4 separate regions of the Mus musculus genome follow, and regions 2, 3 and 4 are each linked to region 1. The links are chromatin contacts, called in public promoter capture Hi-C maps. All regions are on one chromosome and are shown on one strand. The core of a region is the stretch at or near the end of the contact, and the rest is flanking DNA. Distances in the headings are between cores, read along the strand shown. Region 1 holds the start of Zswim2 (zinc finger SWIM-type containing 2). Region 2 overlaps Tfpi (tissue factor pathway inhibitor). Region 3 holds the start of Serping1 (serine (or cysteine) peptidase inhibitor, clade G, member 1). Region 4 holds the start of Smtnl1 (smoothelin-like 1).

What was found. Promoter capture Hi-C pulls out the DNA fragments that hold promoters and counts their contacts.
Region 2: a contact with region 1 is called in a promoter capture Hi-C map of liver, with 5 times the contacts expected there. The contact joins the enhancer-like site here to the promoter of Zswim2 in region 1. A contact is called at or near these places in 6 of 39 promoter capture datasets (the C10 cell line, cranial neural crest, frontonasal cranial neural crest and 3 more) and 1 of 9 other capture datasets (liver).
Region 3: a contact with region 1 is called in a promoter capture Hi-C map of hippocampal neurons, with 2.5 times the contacts expected there. The contact joins the promoter of Serping1 here to the promoter of Zswim2 in region 1.
Region 4: a contact with region 1 is called in a promoter capture Hi-C map of the HPC-7 cell line. The contact joins the promoter of Smtnl1 here to the promoter of Zswim2 in region 1.

The regions. Positions count from the first base shown.
Region 1 is chr2:83,939,583-83,942,813 of GRCm38.p6, reverse strand. Zswim2 (zinc finger SWIM-type containing 2) reads left to right here and starts at 1,588. Exons shown (of 9, transcript NM_027964.2): 1 at 1,588-1,800; 2 at 3,111-3,187. The coding sequence starts at 1,636.
Region 2 is chr2:84,453,703-84,456,955 of GRCm38.p6, reverse strand. Tfpi (tissue factor pathway inhibitor) reads left to right here. Exons shown (of 9, transcript NM_011576.1): 4 at 2,959-3,156. Among named protein-coding and RNA genes, the nearest start is that of Tfpi, 19 kb to the left of the region's middle. Within about 2 kb of position 1,870, at least 39 of the 459 cell types and tissues checked have an H3K27ac peak or open chromatin away from gene starts, as enhancers often do. A contact at or near this core is called in liver, where this site is marked.
Region 3 is chr2:84,774,021-84,777,423 of GRCm38.p6, reverse strand. It overlaps Serping1 (serine (or cysteine) peptidase inhibitor, clade G, member 1), which reads left to right and starts at 1,995. Exons shown (of 8, transcript NM_009776.3): 1 at 1,995-2,061; 2 at 2,610-2,684. The coding sequence starts at 2,634.
Region 4 is chr2:84,821,089-84,824,244 of GRCm38.p6, reverse strand. Smtnl1 (smoothelin-like 1) reads left to right here and starts at 1,593. Exons shown (of 8, transcript NM_024230.2): 1 at 1,593-1,752.

The sequences.
Region 1 (3,231 bases), core at 339-2,838:
CTGTCGTCAAAATTTCAAAAGACAAAGAAAGCATATGGACCAGTCACCTGACTCTAAAGCTGTTTCTAACATTTTAACTGACAGATACAAAAGCAAATGTCATCCAGCTAGACTACAGTTCTGTTTAGCAATCTGTACTTTCTGTTTTTAACTTGCATGAGAACATGAATTCTGTACTTCTACCAATCCTCAAATGGAATTAATGAACTACAGTCAACTTATATAATTTATAATTTAAGCATGTGACCTTTTTGAAAATAGTACTTATCACACATGAAGCAAATATCATTCTAAATAAATGCAAAGGCTTAAACATTTATTGCTGTTTGGTTTTTAAATCCTCAAACAGCTATATGCATACACACACATTCAGGCACACGGAGTATGGTGTGTGAATAGTAACTACTTAAAGTACCTTCACTATGAAAACAAACTCATTCTATTTCATAGAAAATATGAACTGACATTCACTAATTCTGAGCTTTTAAATAATAAACACTATTATATAAAATGAGTTTACAGTTTATCTTCTTCTCAGGGGTTTTCTTAATGTATGGTGTTTTCCTTTGCTAACACAATGTTTCACTAATGCTAGTGTTGGAAGAATGATAGTGTAACTGTTAGTTCTTCATTACTTAATAAGAAAGCAAAACAAAATAGTTTTGTTCAAACCCTGGACCTGAGGTTCCATAGTGTTTGTACAGATGGCTCACGCCTTGTCAAAGCTGCCATTACCACCGTCTGCACACTAGGCTGGTCCCTTTGCCATTTTCTTTTCCGGTTCTTGACCTGATCTAGTTGTGGTTTCCTCTCCTGATAAGATAGGATCAATGCATTCCTTCTTCCTGTGACCAAGCCACCAAGCAGAGCTCTCTGCCGCTTTCAGTTTCTTAAAAAGAATCCAGCCACATGGATTCAGTAACCATGACTCAAACTATTGACTAATATTTTAGGATAGCTCTCAACTTGGAATATAGAAACAAAGTTCAGAAACAATTTGTGGATTGTTGGGTCAGCCTTGAAAAATGTTACTCCTTAAAATAGTGCTTTATCAATTTTGAGGGTGTGGATATTGACAGCACATCCAATATCCAAACCCAACATGAAACTTGAGAGTTTCTCCTAGCTTCAAAACCAACACGACCATACAGACACACAGACACACACACACACACACACAGAGACACACACACACACTCACACACACCCCTAGAGGGTGTACTAGCCCTGCTTTCTCCATCTTTCCTCAGCCACTAATTGCATGCTGTTGTGAGCCACTGGAAAATGTTTGTGGAATATCAACCATCGTGGTGAGTTTTTTTTTTTTTATTATGAAAGAGAAATTCACAGAACTTAACTTCATCCTCTGGAGCCCACACTGTAACTGGATCTAAGAATGTGCAGATCGACAGTCTTGCCTGTGAACAAATAAGCAAAAAGAATACTAGGTGTGCAGCTGTGCCTGTGACCTCAGGTTTCAAAGTCTAAGCTTGGACTTCGGAAATTTCTCCAACCCCAACTACTGCAGGGTAGCTCTCTGGACAGAACCACCGTTACCGCAGCAACCGCGCTGCACGCTGTTGCCATAGAGACCCAAGGCGCCTCAGAAAGCTAGAGGCTCCACGGCCGCCAGGGATGCTTCGCGGAGGCTGTAAAGCCTCAGAAAAGCGAAGACACTTAAGCGAGAGCCTCAGCTGGCAGCAAGACCAGGCGCTGAGTAGCAGCATCTATCTCCTGCGACAGATCGGCCCCACAGGCTTCCTACTGAAGGAGGAGGAGCCAGAAAAGGGGGATTTCCGAGTAACTACCGCACCACCAAGCTCCCTTGGGGATTGGGGGATGGGCAGTAGGAGAAGGGCGGGAGGGGGCGGAGTAGGGGAGGTGTCCCAAGCCAACTTCCCAGTTTCTGCAGAAATGGTGGCACACGCCTTTACTCCCAGCACTTAGGAGGCAGAGGCAGGCGAATTTCTGAGTTCGAGGCCAGCCTGGTCTACAGAGTGAGTTCCAGGACAGCCAGGGCTACACAGAGAAACCCTGTCTCTGAAGAGACAGAGAGAGAGAGAGAGAGAGAGAGAGAGAGAGAGAGAGAGAGAGAGAGAGAGAGATCATTCCCATGAGTACTCCCCAGAATTTAAAAATGTGCACCTTACAAAAGTAAATACTGTTTGCCAGAAAATGCTCTTCCTTGATAGTTAGGAATTCAAATTGCGTACGATTCTTGTAAAATGATGGTGTGTATTCCTGGATGCCTTGTTGGTGTTCCCCAGCCCTGTAAATTAAATGAGAATCCTACTATCTTCTAAATATTTGCTCATTAAAATCAGTTTCTCTATGATAGTTTCTATGATCATTTTCTTTTTGCTCAGTTTTAAAACTGTAACAGCTCATTAAAGGGTAGCTTAAATGTTCATACTTTGAAAGCATGTGCATGAGGAAGAGTTCCATTTCGTCTTGTTAAAAGAGAAGAGATGTTTCATATTTACATGTCCTGCTCTTATCTGTCAAAAATGAGCCACTGAACACTTCCCTGTCGTTTTAGAAACTTTAAATCTATTGCCTCATAGTTAGGAGTACTGGATACAGTTTATCACTCTGTGCTTTGTTCAAAGCATGCTTCTTTGATTTGCTTATTTATTGAGTGTAGTTGTTTTAGCCTATACAGTCTTAAATAAAACTAATCTTCTACCAAAAGTAAAGTTCGAATGCAAACGTCAATCAACCAAAAATATCAATCAATAAATAATCAAAGTGAGCAAGCCTTTTTACAAAACTCATATAACTCTATACTTTTAAAAAAAAAGTAATGGTTTGGAAGGAGAGCTTTTAATTTTAGATTTAATTTCATCTAAGCATGGATGACTTTTAGAAAAAGTGTTCATTCACAGTGCCAGTTGGTAACCAAGGCCAAGAATAAAGGAGTAGAAACCCAGTTTCCAATGTTAAGAGAGAATATTTTTCAGAAGGCCCTGTTTGATCATATCCAAAGTTCAGAGCCACTAAACCAGTCAAGAATTTAAATCTCTTTTAATCTAGTTATTTTATCAATTTAGTTTTACCGTAACTCTTAAAATTAACTGGGATTTTTTTTTTTTTTTTTTTTTACTGTAAAGGTTTTGCTTGGAAACCCACATGAGTGCAGCTGCCCCACGTTTCTGAAGAGGGGGGAACTGTGCAAGCACATATGCTGGTGAGTGACTCTTAGCAATGGCCTTCCACAAAGAAACCTGCTTT
Region 2 (3,253 bases), core at 621-3,120, 510 kb before region 1:
TTATGAGCTTTTGCTTCAGTCTCAGAGGGCTAGGATTAGAGGGCGGAGTCCTGCAGCTAGCTACAGCTTGATTTAACATTGTAGACTTGACACTCTTTTGATCAACTAGTTGCACAGTCTTATCTAGGTTTGTTTTATTTCTGTTTAATTTTTAATTAGTTTTACAATACCAAGAGGCACGCAGCATGGGACCCTTAGTAAGCTACCTGTTGGCCCTCGATCCACAAACACTCTCCAGGGGAGGGACACGCTATCACCCAGGCATCCCGTGACCCTTGAGCATTCTGTATTTCACTGAGCTTTTTATTTGACATCCCAAGACACAGGGAAGAAAACCAGATTGTTACCCTTATGCTAGGAGATACAAAATATAAACACTCAATCACAAATATTCAAATGTAAATTATAATTCTATTTTTTGGCTACCTCGGATCAGATTCTTGTTATAATATTCGGCAAATGTTCTAGTTTCATGGGTACAGAAGGATAGTCCTTATTTTTAAAAACATTATTCTCAACTCTTCCAAGTGTAAGAAAAATTATCCTTACTCCTTCCCTGAGGTAGTCTGCTGTTCGCTCTTTAGTAAGCTCTTCAATAAATTACTATTGTAATTATTGTAAATTAGTGATTGCAAGCGTCATTAAAAGGGCCTGCTGCCCGATATATTGTTGTATCTGCAATAACAACCCAGTTCTTGATAGATACGTATTCAGGGCACAATTTTAATACTCAAAAAGGTTATCCCCATAAATGAAAACCAAGACAGGCATACACCTTCCCAAGAGTGGATGGCTGTGGATGTCCGAGATTAACCCGAGGTCTTCCTGTTGTCTGGGACATCCTGCTTAGGTGTGAACAGCAACAAGATCAATGCATAGAATATACTGATATAAAATTATGGTAACTTCATTAATATGGGAATTCTAAAGAAATAAGGTAATAACGAAATAAAAAGTTGATAGTGTTTTTGTCTTTACGTGGTTGCTATGAATTTAGCACCAGATTTTCATCAAAAATGAGTTCCAGCTTTATAAAGCAATTTTTAGAGTGCTATTGAGCAGACATTACTTTATTAAATTGAATTGTTTAGTCCAAGTATTTGGGTGAAATCTCAGCCTTTCAGGTCTGTGATAATCTTACTCTTATTATTGTGAATTATACCTGGTATAATAGCATATGAGAGTCAGTTCTCTCATCTGCACGTATAAGTCTAAGCAACTTGATAAAACCTGCATCACAAAGAACATCTACAAAAGTAGATCTGCTTTTTGTTTTTGTTTTTGTTTTTGAGATAGGGTTTCTCTGTGTAGCCCTGGCTGTCCTGGAATTAACTCTGTAGACCAGGCTGGTCTCCAACTCAGAAATCTGCCTGCCTCTGCCTCCCAAGTGCTGGGATTAAAGGTGTCTGGCATCACTGCTGGGAGATCATTAGATGATTTTATAACGAAGTTCCATGAGATTGTAATTACTCAGAGGAAAGTTTGCCGGTAATTACTGTAACTACATCAACAGCACTGAAGAAACAACTCTTTTGTGGTACACTGTCTCCCTCTTGTGGCCAACTTATTAAATAGCAGGCTGAACTTGGGCTCTGTGTCTTCCTGAACACATACCGACAGAAACGCTCTCTCTCTCTCTCCCTCTCTCCCTCTCTCTCTCTCTCTCTCTCTCTCTCTCTCTCTCTCTCTCACACTCACTCACACTCACACACACACACACACACACACACACACACACACACACACACACACACACACACACACACACACACGATTTCAGTAAGCAAGAGCTGATATAAGTCAGCCAGAGAGAAGCACGACAAAATCTGTGCTTAGCTCTCCTTCCGGTAACACTGTCTAGTTCTCAGCCCAGAGCGTGGGAGTCAAAGAATCAATCAGTGCTTCCCCGCCATACCCCAGGCCTGCTCAGTAGCCATCTCTCAGATAACTCTTGATTCAGTCAACTTGACGTTTGACACCACAGATATCTGATTTTACCAGTACTATAGGTGATTGGGGCTGAGGAGACAGGAATGAGCTTGACTTGTAAGACCAGGAACTGAGTTTTATTCCAGAATGAATGTAAAAATAAGCTGGACTTTGGCGGTGCATGTCTGTAAGTCCTGTAGTGGGAAGCCAGAGAAAGGCAGATTCCTGAGGCCCGGTGTCCCCAGAGCCAGCCAGCCAGCCTAGCGTGCCTTTTGAGTTCTAGGGTAGTGAGAGATTGCAATTGAAGAGAGACAGTCAGGGAGTATGTGCACCCCTCCACTTATGCATACCTGCAAGCATGTTCGCAAACAAGTAAATAAGTAAAAAAGGAAGAAATAAGTGGGAACATTCCAATGTCTTTGTTAGAATCATAACTTTATTAAAATATGGCCAGAATATATTAATTAATATTTAACTATAGTAATGAATTGCAAATGGAAGAAGATAGTTGAAAGTAGCCTAGATCAAATGTATGTAAAATATTTTCCAAAAATTCACATTTTAAAATTGTAGGGAATTAAAAAAATGGATTTATTACTAGATTATCATCTATGTACAATTTACACTTTGTTTTAAAATAATTTTTAGGTGAGAACTTTGACGTGATGTCCATTCATGTTTTAGTATTTAAAATAATGGTGAATGAAGAGAATGTTTTACAGTAGTGCTCATAGATTGTCTCTTAACAGAGCACTGCTGCCCTCTAAAGGACAAATTGGTTTATGCCATTTAAAGCCTCAAGTGCCTTCCTTATAGATCATATATAAATTATCAAACACGTGGAACATATAGGCTCGCTCACTCAGGTCGTTACTTGCATGGAACCCATAATAACCTGAATTTTCAGTTTTAATTTTCTCATTTAAAAATTGACGGTGGAAATTGTATATTTGGCAAAACAACAGCAAGGATGTTATCATAGTGTTGGGAGAGAGCTACACACGTGATGTTTTAAAATTTACCTTGTAGATTCTGAGCTGGGGTCAATGAAACCGCTACATACATTTTGTGCAATGAAGGCAGATGATGGTCCATGCAAAGCAATGATAAGGAGTTATTTTTTCAATATGTATACTCATCAATGTGAAGAATTTATATACGGGGGATGTGAAGGGAACGAGAACCGATTTGATACCCTGGAAGAGTGTAAGAAAACATGCATACCAGGTAGGTTTCCGGGAAGCCTGTGGCACAAGAGTTGGTGTGGTTGAGGTCTCAGTGCAGATTCAATAATTTTAGAAGAACAATGTGATTTCCCAGGAAA
Region 3 (3,403 bases), core at 746-3,245, 830 kb before region 1:
CATCTCTTTGTGTACAGCCGATTTGCCTGCTACTTTAAACAATCCACACTCCTTTCCTAGCCATATTGGATTCCTATCTTTCTGCCAGTCTTTATGCTCCTGATTCTGTCTCTAAAGTTCTCCTACCAATATGCTAGTCTATTACTTTTCAATCCAATCGCACCCCAAATTTCAGGACTCGAACAGAGCATGGCCAAATTCTTTGCTGGATTGGATGTAGTCCATTTCTCAATAGAATCCTTATTGCTACCAGAAACCTCATGATCTGTCTACATGTTGGTTGGTGTTTAGTCTTCCAAACCTTCACCAAAATAGCCCATTAAGTAGCATTTATAATATTGTAACATTTCCCTCACCTTCACTTCCTAATTCCTCCTTATCCTCTCCACAAACTAGTTCCAAAGGCCTCCATAGCACAAGAATAAATTTGGTTAAGAAATTATCTTACTCTGAAACCAATTTTCTATACTAGTTATGTCAAGTCTCTGTGACCAAAATGCCTGACATAGGCAACTTCAGAGCTAAAATGTCAAGTCTGCTTCATAGTATCAGAGGGATTCAGTGCCTCATTAAAATACAAATAATAAATACCTCATTTAAGATGTGATCAATGTTAGTACTTACTTCCTGGGTGTTATGAGAGTTAATGGCAGGGCAAACACAAAGATGTAATAACTCAATGAATGTATTGACTTTTAGTGTAGCTCACCCACTTCCCAGAATCCTCAGCTCCTCATGCCTCAAGGCCATCAGTTGGAGCCTGGGGTACAAAGTAGAATTTGCCTGCAGCTCTGAGATTATGGAAACTCCCTACAGTTTAGCAGCTCCTGGAGTGGTTACAGAAAATGAAGCAGCCGGGCGTGGTGGCGCACGACTTTAATCCCAGCACTCGGGAGGCAGAGGCAGGCAGATTTCTGAGTTCAAGGCCAGCCTGGTCTACAGAGTGAGTTCCAGGACAGCCAGGGCTATACAGAGAAACCCTGTCTCGAAAAACCAAAAAAAAAAAAAAAGCACAGAGCGAGGTAGAAGACTTTTCTAAGGTCCGAGGGAAGATATGAATGCTCTCCTCTCCTTGAGTATCGGATCTCCAGCTACAAACAAACTTTCCCGAAAGAGGCGAAGGCAGGAAGGGTCAGGCCTACAGTTAGACAGTCGCAGAACTTCACAAGCTACAGCGCGTTTCCAGGGAGAACAGCCTGCTTTTGCAGAAGACGTTTGATCCAAAAAAAAAATTCAGACTGCTCAGTCAAATTTGAATTTTAGATACAAAACAAATGGCAAAAAGTTTTATCACCAGCATATTACAAGATTGCATGGAATTTACTTAAAATTCAAGTCTAACTGGGCTCCTCCTTGCCAGGGTCTCCCACAATAGGCCTATGGTGACAACTCAACCACAAAGACATGTACCTCAGAATTTGGTCTTTTGGTTTGGGGGCTGGTTTGGGGTTAATGTTCTGTTTCGGTTGTTGGTTTTTGTGGTTGTTTTGCTTTGTTGTGCAACTAAGGGGTTGAAGCCAGGGCTCGGCTGGAAACTGGAGCCGGTGATTACGTGTAGGAATGGGGAAGATCCAGCAGCCATTAGGTTTTTAGGAGATTCGGGCCCAAGGCTGGCATATCTCCAAATGAGAGCAATGGAAGGCCATTTAACTACTTCTAAGGCTTGGCCTATTTCTAAAGGCTTGCTTTACCCATTAATCTCAAAAAGCTCATCCATTGTCAAACCTTAGGCACGTTGTGTGCTTCTTCTGCCTTTATCTTGATCCACAAAACACTAAGATCACTAAGAGCGTCACTCAAGCTTCCTTATCCCAACCGGTCACATCCTACCCCATTCCAAGAGGAACTCCGGGCTAACTGGCCCACAGTTCGAGACTCGTCCCATCCGTCCCATCCGGATTTACAGGAACTCACACTAGCAATCAATCATCCTTAATTTTTAACTGGGCTGTGTCCTAAACCAGCCAATAGCTGAGAGTGCCCCCCCCCCACACACTGATTCTCTGCGACTGTCTGCTCAGTCTGTCCTGAAGCTGCCTAGTGACCAAGAACTTGGACCAGGTTTGGTAATAGGGGGCTTTGGGAGGAACACAAAGTTAAAGAGGGCTTGGCAGGGAGATCTCCAGCCTCCTTATCCCGTTTGTTATTTCTGTAGTTTCCATACACTTGATTCTACTTGAGCTTTCCTCCTCCTCCTCCTCCTCCTCCTCCTCCTCCTCCTCCTCCTCCTCCTCCTCCTCCTCCTCCTCCTCCTCCCCCCTCCCCCTCCTCCTCCCTCAAAGCTGTGAGCTGTGCTGCCCAGCTCGCCCTGGCCTCCTCCTGCAGCCTCTGGCTTATTGTTCTGTTAAGCGGAGCAGGGAGATTGAACAGATGGGCCGAGACCTGGGCGTGAAGGGAGAGAAGGGCCAGCCGGTGCCGGGAAAGCGAAGCGGTTTGGGGAAAACAAAACAGAGGGCGGAGACAGAGAGAAGGTTGCCCCAGAGGGAGGAGGAGAGAACACACCCTGGAAGGGTCGAGGCCTGGAATGGAATGGGGGCGGGCCCGGGAATGGGGTGGACCCCTGAGCTCCTAGGCTCCAAGGCTGGCTCTGAGGCTAACTGGCTTCGTAGGACGCAGCTGACATCGCTGCCCAGATGGCCTCCAGGCTGACCCCACTGACCCTCCTGCTGCTGCTGCTGGCTGGGGTAAGTGGTCCCCCTGTGAGGGGGTGGGGTGGGGGTAGGAGTGAGAATTAACTCTTCAGGTCTTGGTGAAGGAGGGAAGCCTCTCCAGGGAATCTTAAGTTCGAGTCTTGAACTAGCGTTAGACCAGGGTCTAGAGGGACTGGGTTGTCTATTGGAAGGTTCGTTAGCTGAATGACCTTGGGCAGGACCCTTTTCTGGGCTTCCTTAATCCACTATGTAAAAAGGAGAATACATAGACCCATCAGCCAGGCTTAGATGGGTCATAGAAGGGAAGATGAAGAACAAGCCCAAGTTGTGAAAAACAGACACCCTCCACCCCTGGTGCTGCTGTGATGGTCTCTTCTAAGCTAGGGTCTGTAGAAAGCGGGATGCAAGGAGGAAAGCTAGCAGACAGACCTGGACCCGCACCACGGTTAAGAACACTGTGGTCCCGGTAGCCAAGTAGGACAGGGATAACAAGTCAACTAATGAAAACTGTGAGCGCTTGCTTACGGTGGATGAGCAGTGGACTATGCTGGAAGCTGGCATCCTGGGTGACACTGGGTAAGGAGCTAGTTAGCACATAACGTCTAGTTAAGCAAGGGATCTGGATTTTACACACTTTCCTTCCCACTTCTGAATATACTGCCACATAAGGAGATTCTCCTGTCTCCACTTCCCAAAGGCCCAGAAGACAGGGGTTACCTAGCCCCCACTGTCTCTTCCTTTCCTTTTGGAAT
Region 4 (3,156 bases), core at 344-2,843, 880 kb before region 1:
CTCTTTTTTTCCCTGCTTTTCTTGATTAACTGTTTTATTCAATATGTATTGATCAAGAACATAATATGACCCAGACAAAGCTTGGGGTCTATATCTGTGAGCATAAAAAAAAGATTTCCTGTCCTGAGAGAGAGAGAGAGAGAGAGAGAGAGAGAGAGAGAGAGAATGCAATTTTACAGTGATTTTTATTTATTTATTTATTTACTTACTTACTTATTTCTATTTTGTGTGTATAAGTGTTTTGCCTGCATGTATGTGGTTTATGACACATGTGCCCTTGGAGATCCGATAAGGGCATAAGATCCCCTGGAACTGCAGTTCCAGATGGCTGTGAGCCATTATGTGAGTGTTGGGAACTGGGAATTCCGTAAAGACAGTAAGTGCCATGCTCTTCACCACTGAACCATCTCTCCAACCCCAAGAATGCAATGTGTTGTTGTTGCTTTTCAAGACAGGGTTTCTCTGTGTAGCCCTGACTGTCCTAGAACTTGATTTGTAGACCAGGGTGGCCTTGAACTCACAAAAAATCCACCTGCAACTGTATCTCAAGTTCTGGGATTAAAGGCACGTGCCACCACTACCCAACATCAAGAGTGCAATTTTTGATTCCACAGTACATGTTACACAGTGCATAAGCAGGCAGAATTGATGGAGAGAGCTTAACAATGGAGGGCCTCCTTTAGAGAAGGAAACTTGAGCTGGATTTAGAGTAATGAGAAGGAGCCAGCCTCACAAAGAGCAGAAGGAAAAACCCAGTCCTGAGTCTGGAAGGCACTGATTAGATTTATTTACGGCACAGGAAGCAAGCCAGTATGGCTGAGTGAAAGGGGCTGGGGGAGGGGAATTGGAGGAGTCACAAGCTTCATAAACAGGAGGAGCATCACTGCCCACACTCTCCACATGGTACCCTCCTTAAGTCGTATGACACATGGCCAGGATAAGGATTTGCTTTGTTTTGGTTTTCAGAGCAAAATCTTAATTACACACACACACACACACACACACACACACACACACGGAATATATTCAGAGCTGATCATGTTTCAGTCAATGGAGCTCAAAACAGAAGCAATGTATGATGTAGATGCTAAGAGTCCAGTGTTTCATATGTAGATGCTAAGAGTCCAGTGTTTCATTGGCTCTTTCCATTTCTCTCTTCTCTCGGGCCATCCCCTTTCAAGCTTCCTGGTGCGGTGTGAGCCCACAGTTGGCAGTGGCTCCAGTTACCACCTTCTGAGCCCACCCCTCAGCAGCTACTTTGTCTAGAGAAGAATAAAGGAGGAAATTAGAGGAAGGCTGGAAGCAAGGAGCTAAGGGAGCATGGAAGGTCTACCCCGGCTCTGGACGATCACAGCCGACCAGAGAGCTGGAGACCACGTTCCAAATGCGCCCCTGACTGGTTGTTGCTTGTCAAGGTCTCCATGGCCAGAGCACTTCGGGAAGGACGGTGATCTCAGGAAAGATGTTAGGGCCAGTCCCTGAGAGGGACGCAGCAGCGTGATTGAAAGATGCCACCTGTCAGATCTTCGGGGGAAATCTGAGCTCCCAGACTAAGAGAAAGTGTTGTACCAACAGAACAGTAAACAATGCCCTTCCCGAAGCCCGGGCCTCTTGAAGGTGGGGTGGGGTGGAAGCAAGGAGGTGGGACTTTGAGCTGAAGGCTCCAAGCCACCAGAGCTTAAAGAACGATGAGAGTGAGGCAGCTCGGCTAGAACGAGGCAAGAGCTCCGAGCTGCAGGCAGAACCCCACAGGTAGGAAAAGTTGTGGTCCCCTTTCTAACTACTTCCCGTATCTTCTAGCCCCTATTCTTACCTTTCACGTGCCAGATCTTTCAATGAGGTCTCTGCGATGAGAGACAAATTCAGGATGCTTCCTTATTCTCTCTGCTATGTCAATTCTTTTTCGATGCCTAATGGAATTGGGTGACCTTGAGGTCAGGTACAGAGTGGCTGGCAGGTGGCCATCTATGAAGAGGGCCAGTAGGGAGGGGGGTGACAGGTGGATTTCTTGGAGCAGGGGGTGGGTAGGATGCAATGGCCTCTACAAGTAAGGACTGAAGTGGGTAAGGTAGGGGTCTCGGAACTGCTGAGAGAGAGATTGTGTGGCCATAGAAGAGAGGCATCACATCACAGCAATCATCCACTGTGGTTTTCCCTCTGGACTAGGGGAGCTGGACTGAAGAGCTGAACTGAGCACAGTATAGGGGTAGCAGTTGGGGTTCAGGGGAAAGAGGGAAGAAGGAAGCAGAGAGAAAAGCAGGAAAGTTTTTCTTTCGTGAAGGGTCTAGTGTGCAGTCAGCTGTAAGAGGACCTCCTCAGCCTTATTCAGTGACTCCTCCCCATGGGTGACTTGAAAGGACACTGGGTTGAGAGGACCTAGTGGGGAAAGTATCTTCTGTATATACATGCTCTAACTCTGGACTCAGGAGATCTCCGTTCCAGGTGTGGTTTGGGCTACTTAATTCTCCTATGGCCTTAGTCCCAGGAATGCTCCTCCTTAAATCAGACTCCTAAACTGTAACATGGGGTCACTTACACCTTCCTGAGGGGTCAAGCAAGGGATGACTAAGGGAGGGTGGAGTGCATCAGTGTGAGCTGTAAGCTGCCGTAGAACCCGGAGCACTGGGGGAAGGGGGTGTTATCCTGGCTCCTCAGAATGCAGAGCTTCTTCACTCCTTGTCTATTTATGACAAGCCCAGAGGGGGGAAAACAGAGGTGATGAAAAGGCAAAGGTAGCTGAGGTGTGTGTGTGTGTGTTCACATGCGTACTGTCTCGTCTCCTCCACCTCATGCGTGTAGTGTGCAGATAGAGGGAGAGATGACTGAAGCAAAAAGCTATGCCTTAGCCAAATACGCCTCACTTGGGGGCATCATCTTACTGACACTATGCTCTGTCTGTCTTGTGTCACTAATAAATGCCCTGGGGACCTGGTCAGGACCTTGATGTTGCTCAGGAATGGCACAGTCAATCCTCACTAGGCAAGCTGTGGACTAAGGACTCCCTCCAATTACTTCCCATGGGCTAGCCGCCTAAGTCCTCCACTATCCATATGGACCAGGATCTGTTTCTATCTCTACAAGTTCAAGTGCAGAATGAGCATCACACAGTCAACAGTGGGAGCTGGAATCCCGTAAGACCCCAGTGGCTTTCATCCC